2 separate regions of the Sus scrofa genome follow, and region 1 is linked to region 2. Evidence: chromatin contacts called from public Hi-C data. All regions are on one chromosome and are shown on one strand. Each heading gives the region's core, a stretch centred on a gene start, on an enhancer-like site or on the middle of the called end of the contact. The rest is flanking DNA. Distances are from core to core; before and after follow the strand shown.

Region 1 (4,843 bases), core at 986-3,485, 310 kb before region 2:
CATTTGATGGTATCAGGGATACATTAAAATGAGAGTATGTCTCACTCTTGTTGGTGCTGCCTGAGACTTTTAAATTAGGCAACTGTAGTTGTGTATAGTGGGGGATTTTAGTTTTGTGATTCATAAACCAGAGCTGAAGTATTAATTAAAAACCTTTTTTCTCTTCTTCTAGTCTATTTCACCATAAATATATTGCTGACCCTAACTTTTTCGTTTATATGTAAGTGATGAATTTACCTCTTTGCTTGGGTGGCCGGATAGTTTAGATTACCGAGCAGTTTGACTGACTTCTTTGCTCAGATGTCTGATTGAATCAATTGGTTATTTTGGTGTTTTGTATATACATAGAGCACAAGAATATAACTGTTAAACATTAGTTTTTGTTGCAGCTACAAAAGTGGTTTGGCATCATATATGTGTGTGTGTAGTTTTCTTTTAATATCTGAGCAAGATATTGGGAAATGGATTTTTTAAATGTCGATTTTTATATTGACATTTTGCCTGGCGTGTAGTGGTTTATGAGGATTTCCAGTGGAGAATCTCTTGCATTTTAAGGTTCTTTGCTCATTATAGGCATCTCACCAAATTTTTTCATTAAAGTAGTTTTCCTTGTTCGAAGTGCCTCATTTTCTATTAGAATGTTACTGATATGGCACAATATATATATTTTTGTGGCTGGTAAGAAATATTTATTTGGTGGTAGTGAGGAGACGCTGAGCCAATCTACCAGTGAGGGCTTCCACAAAGAATCATATGGTGCAAACTTGAATGTGGGTAGGTGTCTTTAGGATCGAAAAGCAGTAATTTAGTCTATAGTTGGTTGCTTGATCTATATGCTAATAAACAAACACATTTCCCCACCCCTAAGAGCTGACAGATTTCCTTTAAATTAGTAAATCGACTTGTTGCCTTAGTCTCACATAGATGTATACCAACAGGAGGTGTTGTAGTTATGTTTTGAGACCTAATTCATCGATACTCATTTTATCTGAAACGCAATAACAATTGCTAAGTTTTCCCAATGTAAAAATAGCCTGAATCAATTATTCTGGGCTATTGTTAAACCACATTAAATAATAGGATTAATAAGTAAAACTTTAGGTAAATCAGTGGAGCTTAATAAGGAAATCCCATTGTTAACATAAAATTAAATTGCAAAAATCACCTATATGAGTTCTATTGTTTAAAATAAAGTAGGGTTTTTTTTTTTTTTTAAAGAGCTTTGTAAAAACATAGATTAGCCAGTGAATTTCTCTGTAATGTAATAGATTTAATAGAAAACATTGCCTTGTGAAACTGAATTCTCCATTTATAATGTTCCTCCGTTATAAATCCATTATAAAATGTATTTAAACTGCTTAGATTATTCCCCCTCCCCAATATTCTTATTAGCCTAAATGTGCTAAGAAAGAATAAAGCTCTGTACTTTGTGGACATTTAATAAATATTATTTTTTATTAAAAATTTATTATTTTATTTTATTTTTGTCTTTTTAGGGCTGCACCCAGGCTAGGGATCGAAATGAAGCTGTAGCTGCTGGCCTATACCACAGCTACAGCAACATGGGATCCAAGCCGTGTCTTGACGTACACCACAGCTCATGGCAACGCAACGAGGGATCCTTAACCCCTGAGCAAGGCCAGGGATTGAACCTGCGTCCTCATGGATGCTAGTCAGATTCGTTTCTGCTGAGCCACGACGGGAATTCCTTATTTTTAATTAATGATTTAAATATAATTTCCAAATAGAAGCAGATCTATTTTAGTTCAAACCATTTCACAGTAAGTAACAGGGTCCAAGAAATTTGGGAAAGGTTTTTGGTTCTCCACCAGAAAGTGTGCTTGGAGCTGGGAAGGGAGCATTTTATAATTTTTCCCCCCTGCGTCTTCCCTCATGCAGATATTAGTATTCCCACTCAACAGTGAAGGGAAAACTTAAAAAACAAAAAACCTTCCCCAGTTTTCAATTTATTTTTTATTTCAGTTGGAAAATCCCCACTGAATGAGTTAAAAAAATTAAATGTATCCTGGGAACATGCCGTTCAGGATTTTGAAATGGGAACTTCAAACGAAGTTGGTAAAGGAGTCAAATGCGTAAGTGGAAACTTTGAGGAAACTGGCAGTGAGAGACTGGAAATCAGGCAGTCATTTACGTTTTACTCCACCACCCTCAGCAAGAGCGAGTACAAAGCAGGGAGCTGGCACGGCTGTGAGTCAGAATTCTCCTCTCAGGAACTGAGCAGAGAGATTCCCAGCATCTGTTTCCTCAACTATCACCCAGAGGATACTGGTGGTAAATCACAGGGAATAAAAATAGCCTTAGAAGCTAGTTCCAAACAAATGAGACATGGTGGATATTTGATAGTGGTGTGGAGTCTCTTCTCTCGAAACTCTTCATTATCTAATTAACAAATATATTTCTAGTTTTACATTAATGAGTTATATTGCTTAGGTCACTCATCAAAATGTTGAGCAAAATCTTGATATTTTTATTGATGTGAATTGAACTGTTACCTAGATGACATGGTAGCTGGTATCAAAATCTCAACCATGTAGTTATATAAATGTTAGTCTATAAGCAATAATCATAGATGTTAAAGCTTTGCTTTAGACACAAAAAACATGTATTTCTGAAATTAAAAACAAACAAACCACCCTGCATGCTCCTTACCATAATATCAATTGCTAGAAGAGTGATAAGATCACTCTGCTTTTGCCCACAGGAAATTTTATGACTAGAATCTTGCCATTTAATACAACTTAAGATCCTTTAAGTGTATATTTTACATATAAGGAAGTATTTCTTAGGTCTGGCTAAAATTGTTATAGTTTGATATTGTTATAGCTTCAGATTTTCAACAAAACAGCAGATTTAATAGATGAGATTAGCAAGTGGTGAAAAGTTCAAAGCATTTAATGGAATTGATCTACTAAATTAGCATTGACAATTTTTAGTGGCTATCTTAAATATACATTATTATCATGAAAGAATTAGTCCAATTAAGCCTTTACATTTGGAAGATGCCCAGTCTGACCTTGCTCTACTCAGTGTGAAAAGTGAGAGGGTCTCTGGGCTTATTTAAATTTGGTGCTAAATCAATAGGTTTGGGGACCCTTTCACTGCTTTTTGGAAAGGAAAAGAAACCAAGAGGCTCTTTATGGTGACAGATGGGTTATTAGAATGGTTATGGATTGCAAATAAAAACAATGGCCAAAGAATAGAATAATATAATATTTCAATAAATAGATCAAAAGAATCAACAAGATTTGGGTTATTTTCTACCCAAATATATATATATTCTTACTATTTACTGTGTATATTGGATATATTAGTTTCATTTTGAAGCTGAAATAACTTTATTGTATTTAATATCATTTTATTTAAAACATTCTGAATTAATAACCAGCTAATTAGGAAAGAATTGAAATCTATGAATAATTACGGCATTTTCCAGAAATCTACTTTCTATATATCCACAGGATAGTTTATAATCTATCGATATAGACCTCTATGATGCCTTGAACATAAATATCATGAAAATAAAATTGAGTTTTGCATTTTCAGCTTAATTGTGCAAAGCTTCTGATGATGGCTGATTACTCATATTTATCATGAAATTCTGGAGTCCTGGCTCTGGGAGGGTTTGCTTTTGAGAGGCCAGTTCCTTAATTAACAGGGGCTCATATGTAACCTTCATCACCAGAGCTGAAGAGCCACCTCTTTTGTGAAAGCCTTCAGCAAAATGTATTTTAGTTTTGCTATTGTTGCTATTATTATTATTAACTATTACAGTTTTTAATGGTTCATTTCCCTAATCTAAACTTCAGACCCAGCCATTTCCGGGCATTTCTAGTAGAAAAAGATATGGCGGCTTGCCGCCTCCAGAGGACTGGGCTTGGGAAGGAAGCCATCACCATTGCCAGAGCTCCACATGAAAGTGTTTTTGCCCCTGCACCCGTCCCATGGGAATGGCCATGGATAAAAGTGAGCTGGTACAGAAAGCCAAACTCACCGAGCAGGCAGAGCTCTATGATGACATGGCTGAGGCCATGAGGCAGTCATCGAGCAGGGGTATGAACTCTCCAATGAGGAGAGAAATCTGCTCTCTGTTGCCTAAAGAATATCGTTGGAGCCCACCTTTCTTCTTGGCATGTCATCTCCAGCATACAGCAGGAAACAGAGAGGAACCAGGAGCAGCAGCAGATGGGCAAAGAGTACCGTGAGAAGATTGAGGCAGAGCTCAGGACATCTTTAATGATGTTCTGGAGCTTTTGGACAAATACCTAATTTCCAATGCTATATAACCAGAAAGTAAGGTGTTCTACTTGAAAATGAAAGGAGATTATTTTAGATATCTTTCTGAGGTGGCATCTGGAGACAATAAACAAACCACTGTGTAGAGCTCCCAGTAGGCTTATCAGGAAGCATTTTATATGGTACTCGTTGCACTTCCTGGATTTGAGTGATTCCTTTTCCATGCTAGGGAAGTTTTCACCTATTATCTCTTCAAATATTTTTTTCTGGCCTTTTCTCCCTGTCTTCTCCTTCTGGCCACCTGTAATAGGGATTTTGGTGCCTTTACTGTTGTCCCAGAGTTCTCTTAGATTGTTCATTTTTTTTCAATCTTTTTCTCTTTTTTGTTCCACATTAGTGATTTCCACTAGTCTGTCCTTCACCTTGCTTATTTGTTCTTCTGCCTCCTGTATTCTGCTGTTTGTTGCTTCTAATGAATTTTTTATTTCAGTTATTGTATTTTGTATCTCTGCTTGCTTAATCCTTAAATCTTGTATTTATTTGCTCAGTGTTTCTTGTAATTTATCAATCTTTGCCTCCAGTTTATTTC
Region 2 (4,844 bases), core at 1,142-3,641:
CTCTGAAGGAGTGCCTCATGGGAAGTTTGTAAGCAGTCACCTGATGTGCTCAGCACTGACATGGGCATAAATAACTTATAGGCCCAGGTGACCTAACAGACTCCGGTTGAGAGTTCTTTGCCAGCATGACGGAGGGGGATGCCTTGCCAGCATCCTCTTACAAGTGGCACCGTTCTAGGTACTTTGAAGCAATAGCAGCTATTCTCAGATTTTTTTTTAAATAAAAATGATTATTTTTATTAATTTTTATCTTAGTTAATTGGCTGGTAGTTGAAGGAATGCAATTTAAAACAAAAAATTGGGGGGAGGCTAGTATCTCTTTGAATTCCCTCTTTAAATATATTGTCACCCAATGGACTAATTGCTAAAACTTGTTAAAGATCAGTGAGTAGCTCTTTCTCCTCCCTCTCTCCCTCCTTCTCTCCCTCCTTTCCCTCCTTCCCTTCTTCCTTCCTTCCTCCCTTTCCTCCTCTCCTTTATTTTCCATTCCTTTTCTTCTCTATCCCCTTCTTTTTTCTCTTCATCTTCAATGACTTGGAAAAAATAGTAATGAACTCCTTAGAGCAATTCCACAACAATGTTCAGGGTCACAGATGCCTTCCCTGGAGTATTTACCAGAGGAGTCAAGTACAGCTTTCATTTTTGCTGTGTCTGCAGCATGTATGCCATCTCATTTGTGCTTGCAAAAATATCTAAGTGTGTTTATGAGGGTCAGGGAGATCCTTGGAGAGTAGACCCACTATAATTTTAGTAAAATTTAAAAACATCAAAATAACACTAACAGAATAACAGACTTTGGAAACTACTTAGGAAATAAACAAAGTACATTTTGCTTTACTTGGCATACAGCTTGAATTATTGACTTAAGAATGTAGACAACGATGATATGGAATCTTTGATTATAATAAAACATTTTATATTTTAAAATGAAATACACTTGTAATTATCTCCACAACCGCTGGATGTCACTGTTGCATACGTCTGGCAGTAAAAACTTTCCATTTAGGCAATCTGAAACTGGAATTTTAAGGGCTATCATTTTACCTCCTTGACACTCTACTTTTTGATTGAACACATGCTATCATGTTAAGACAACTCTCTTCTCCATTCAGTGTAGTCACCCTAGTTCTCAGTTATGGCACTCTACTGGGAATTCTTCTAATTTACACAGAATGAGCTTCCTCAAACACAATTATGTTCTTCACTGTATTTAAAAGAAGTATGGTACTTTTATAATACGTCCCAACATTGTGTATTAATTATAACTAGCACATTCTGGATACCAAATGGGGTGAAGTGAGTACATAATCATAAAATACCCTGGATTTATAAAGTGCCTTTTTTCCCCTCAAAGAGCTTACAACAGTTTCATATCTATTTGCTCATCTGTCTTCCCAACATCCCTAGGGGGTTACCTGCTTTAATGCTTTTGTGAGTCAAAGTTGACCTGTGAAATAAATTGAATGAAGTAATTATTTTCACTGGCATCCCAAGAGTAAAGCAAAAGCAAACACTGAACATGTGTTCCAGACAGCTAATTATAGTTTGCAAAAGTAACTCGTGGAAATTTTGGTAGTTCTGGGGGTTTTTTCAATTACTTTTAAAATTTCTTAATTCATAGACCCTTGACTTCTTCTTTTAAATATGCATTTATAAAAATCTGGGCCATCTTGTACAGCTGACGTTATACAGAAACTAGATCTGAAGACTTTTCCAAACCTGAAAAAAAGCCTGGCGCAGTAGAAGTGCTAGACTAGAGCATGACCAAGGGAAAGAAACATGCAAACCAACTGGAACAGTAGTTAGCTTTCTCTACAGTTAGAAATGACCATGAGCTTCACTTTAGCTGTTTGGTTTAGTCTCTTTCTTTTTCCTAAAACCTTGGAGTTGTTTTCTTTAACTTCCTCCCTTGCCTTTGCACTGGGGAAGCCAGAGCTGTTCCTGGAGGACTATTGGCCTAGACTTTAGGGGGAGGTGGGGAAGAGAGTCCTTTCTGTTCTGGTGAATAATCAGAGAGCTGTGTTGCCTGCCATCTACAAGATGCTTTGATCCAAAATTTCAGTCATTGTTTCCACATTTAGGGGTTGGAATGAACATCAAAGAAGTGGGTGTATGGAATTTACTGAATGCCAAAGAAGTACAATAACATACAGAGGATATAAGCAAATCCCAGTGGCAAAATTTGCTGCCAATTCTTGCACATAATAGAGGCCCTATAGTGACAGTCTCTCTTTGACAAATACATAATGATATCAATGCCAAGGGAAGGAACTAGCATGCTGAAAGGTGAATAAAAGATTTGGGAACAATTCCGTGGACTTACACATTTCCTTAGTGTGTTTTTATACAACAAGGAAAGCAGATGACACAAATGCATTAGGTAATCATTGGCATTGGACAGGGCTGCAAACTCACCAGCAGTTTTAAACCGACCCGGTTCTTTCCGGATGCAGCTCTAAAGATGAAAATAAAATGTGATTAGGAATTATTCATCTTCTGGAGGAAAAAAAAAGGAACAAGGAAAGTGAAAATAGCTTTCTTGTTCTGTCTTGGATAGCTCCAGATTTTAAAGCCCATATGTTGTTTGCTATAACTTCTTCGCCTCCCAGGGCCAATGCATTCCTAACACTTCAGCTAGAGCACTGCACAGAGGAGCTAGGAATTTAGGGCTCATTTGTATCCGCTGTCTTTGTTCAGATATGGATTAATTTTGGTTTTAATTTCAGTGGGTGCGCATAAAGTAAAATCCACAGAACTGAAACCACTGAAATCAGGCCATCGTGTGATCATCTAAAAACCTACTTTTCAAGCTCCTTTAAGTTTTATTTTTGAAATAAAAACAATAAAACGACTGTAAAAAGTTTCCAAAAGCGTTGACATTATGAGCAATTGCTAACCAAGGCTATTCCCAGAATGATGAAGCAAATTTGGATATAATTCTAGAAAAGCTAACTGCCCTGCAGTGCCAGCTATAAATATTTCATTCAGAAGGTGATTTGATAAGATTCCTGTGGTACATGGCTCTTGCCTCCAGGGCCAGGTATCCATGTAGAGGCATATTGTGCTGTTGTCACCAGGGTCAGCATTGGAGGGCAAAGCAGATTCTTGCCTGAAAGCTTCCATCCTTTTACCGCGGGGATGAGTATGTAAGCGTCTTGGAGGCTGCTTTAAAAAACCAGACTGGTTGTGGATGTTTAAAGGAAAGAGTCTCAAAAGTGCCACAGTACATGCAAACAGCTTATAGGGTTCGTGAGCACAGTCTGGTAATGAATCATGTACGAGCAAGACCAAGATGTCTTATTTGAAACCCTCCTGGGTTAAGCAAAAATTTGTGCCAGCTGCAAATAGAGCCAGCATTTCTGTCCTTTGCATTAGGCAGTCAGGGGCTGTTTGCTTATGTACACCAAGACTATTTCCAACACAGCCTCCACAGTTCTTCAGTGCCTCTTACAAAATTTCTCCTACAACCTTGCACTGCATAATAAAGGAGCTCATAGAAGGATTCTGCTCTGTTTATTGTGCATGTTAAGTAAATGAAATGATTTTCATTATTTCAAACTCTATAATGAAATGACTGAGTGCCCAGCAACATTAGAAATTGGACAAACAAGTATTCAACTGGCTGGATGAACCATAGCTTTCTGGCATTAAAAGTGTAATATTTATGAGTTAATTTAATCATAGAAGAAAATATTGAGTAGGTGACTGAGTAAAATGATGACTGTGTATTATGTTTTTGCCATGCAGCTGGATAAACATATTCAATGACAGACCTTGGCAAGAACTGCAAAGATGCTCTTGACAATGGCATGAATAAATATTAGGTGCTGCCTAGAATTCACTGCATTTGAGGTCTTGAGCAAAGCCAGATGAGTTTTAGCAGGAAAATATGAAGAAGCCATGTATGCACATTAGGATTATGAAAACATTGGGCTCTTTCTCTGCTGCCCAGGAATTGCTCTAACATTCATTTTCATCTACATCACTGACAGATTTTTTTAACACATTATCTTTGCACTTCTGGGAGTGTACTTTAACATTAAGACCCAGCTTTGGGAATGCTCCTGGTAAGCTTCTCAACCACATGGACTTGGAGAGAAAAGAAATGCTTTGCCTAGACTACAGAAAGCTGACAAAAAATATTGTATTTTGTAGCGACACAATTCAGTCTATTTAAACAGTAGATTTTAAAATTTCTTTAGATTGATTCTTGAATTTCTTTAGAATATTTGGTTTCAGATTCCAAGAAGAACCATAAGAGAAAACAACAGTTGGGTATTTTGAAGAGAGGAGATGGGCAATATTAACAGTCACCGAATGAAGCATTTGATCCAGGGCAAAAAGAACCAGTGTGCAAAAAGAAACATGTCTTTGTGGGGGTTTTCCCCCACAAGATCACCATTTTACCAGTTAAAAAAATCTTTTATTCCAGCTTTATTGAGGCATAAATGATATATAACATTATATAAGTTTCAGGTATAAAACATTGATTTAGTACATGTATGTTGTGAAATGATTACCACTATGGAGCTAAGACCTTCATCACCTCACATAATTACCCTTTCTTTTTTTTTTTTTTGTGGTGAGAACATTTAAGATCTAGTCTCTTAGCAACTTTCAAATATATAATACAATATTGTTAACTGTAATCACCAATTATAATTGTACATTAGATCCCCCAAACCTTATCATCTAACTGAAAGTTTGACCAACATTTCCCCATCTCCCTTACCCCCAGCCCCTGGTAACCAGCATTCTACTCTCTGTTTCTGAGTTTGGCTTTTTTAGATTCTACGCATAAGTGAAATCATATAGTATCTGTGTTTCTCTGTCCGACTTACTTC

Evidence for each region. A called contact is a pair of places that touch in the nucleus more often than the background predicts.
Region 1: a contact with region 2 is called in a Hi-C map of fetal skeletal muscle, with 4 times the contacts expected there. The contact joins two enhancer-like sites. A contact is called at or near these places in 8 of 47 Hi-C or Micro-C datasets (embryonic fibroblasts, fetal heart ventricle, fetal skeletal muscle and 4 more).

Annotation. Positions count from the first base shown.
Region 1 is chr15:82,892,858-82,897,700 of Sscrofa11.1, reverse strand. The region is part of intron 2 of LOC110256983 (a long non-coding RNA gene); the gene reads left to right. It also overlaps the pseudogene LOC100516702. Among named protein-coding and RNA genes, the nearest start is that of HNRNPA3, 63 kb to the left of the region's middle. Within about 2 kb of position 2,235, at least 4 of the 83 cell types and tissues checked have an H3K27ac peak or open chromatin away from gene starts, as enhancers often do. A contact at or near this core is called in fetal skeletal muscle, where this site is marked.
Region 2 is chr15:82,586,313-82,591,156 of Sscrofa11.1, reverse strand. It overlaps the pseudogene LOC110256916. Among named protein-coding and RNA genes, the nearest start is that of HNRNPA3, 370 kb to the left of the region's middle. Within about 2 kb of position 2,391, at least 4 of the 83 cell types and tissues checked have an H3K27ac peak or open chromatin away from gene starts, as enhancers often do. A contact at or near this core is called in fetal skeletal muscle, where this site is marked.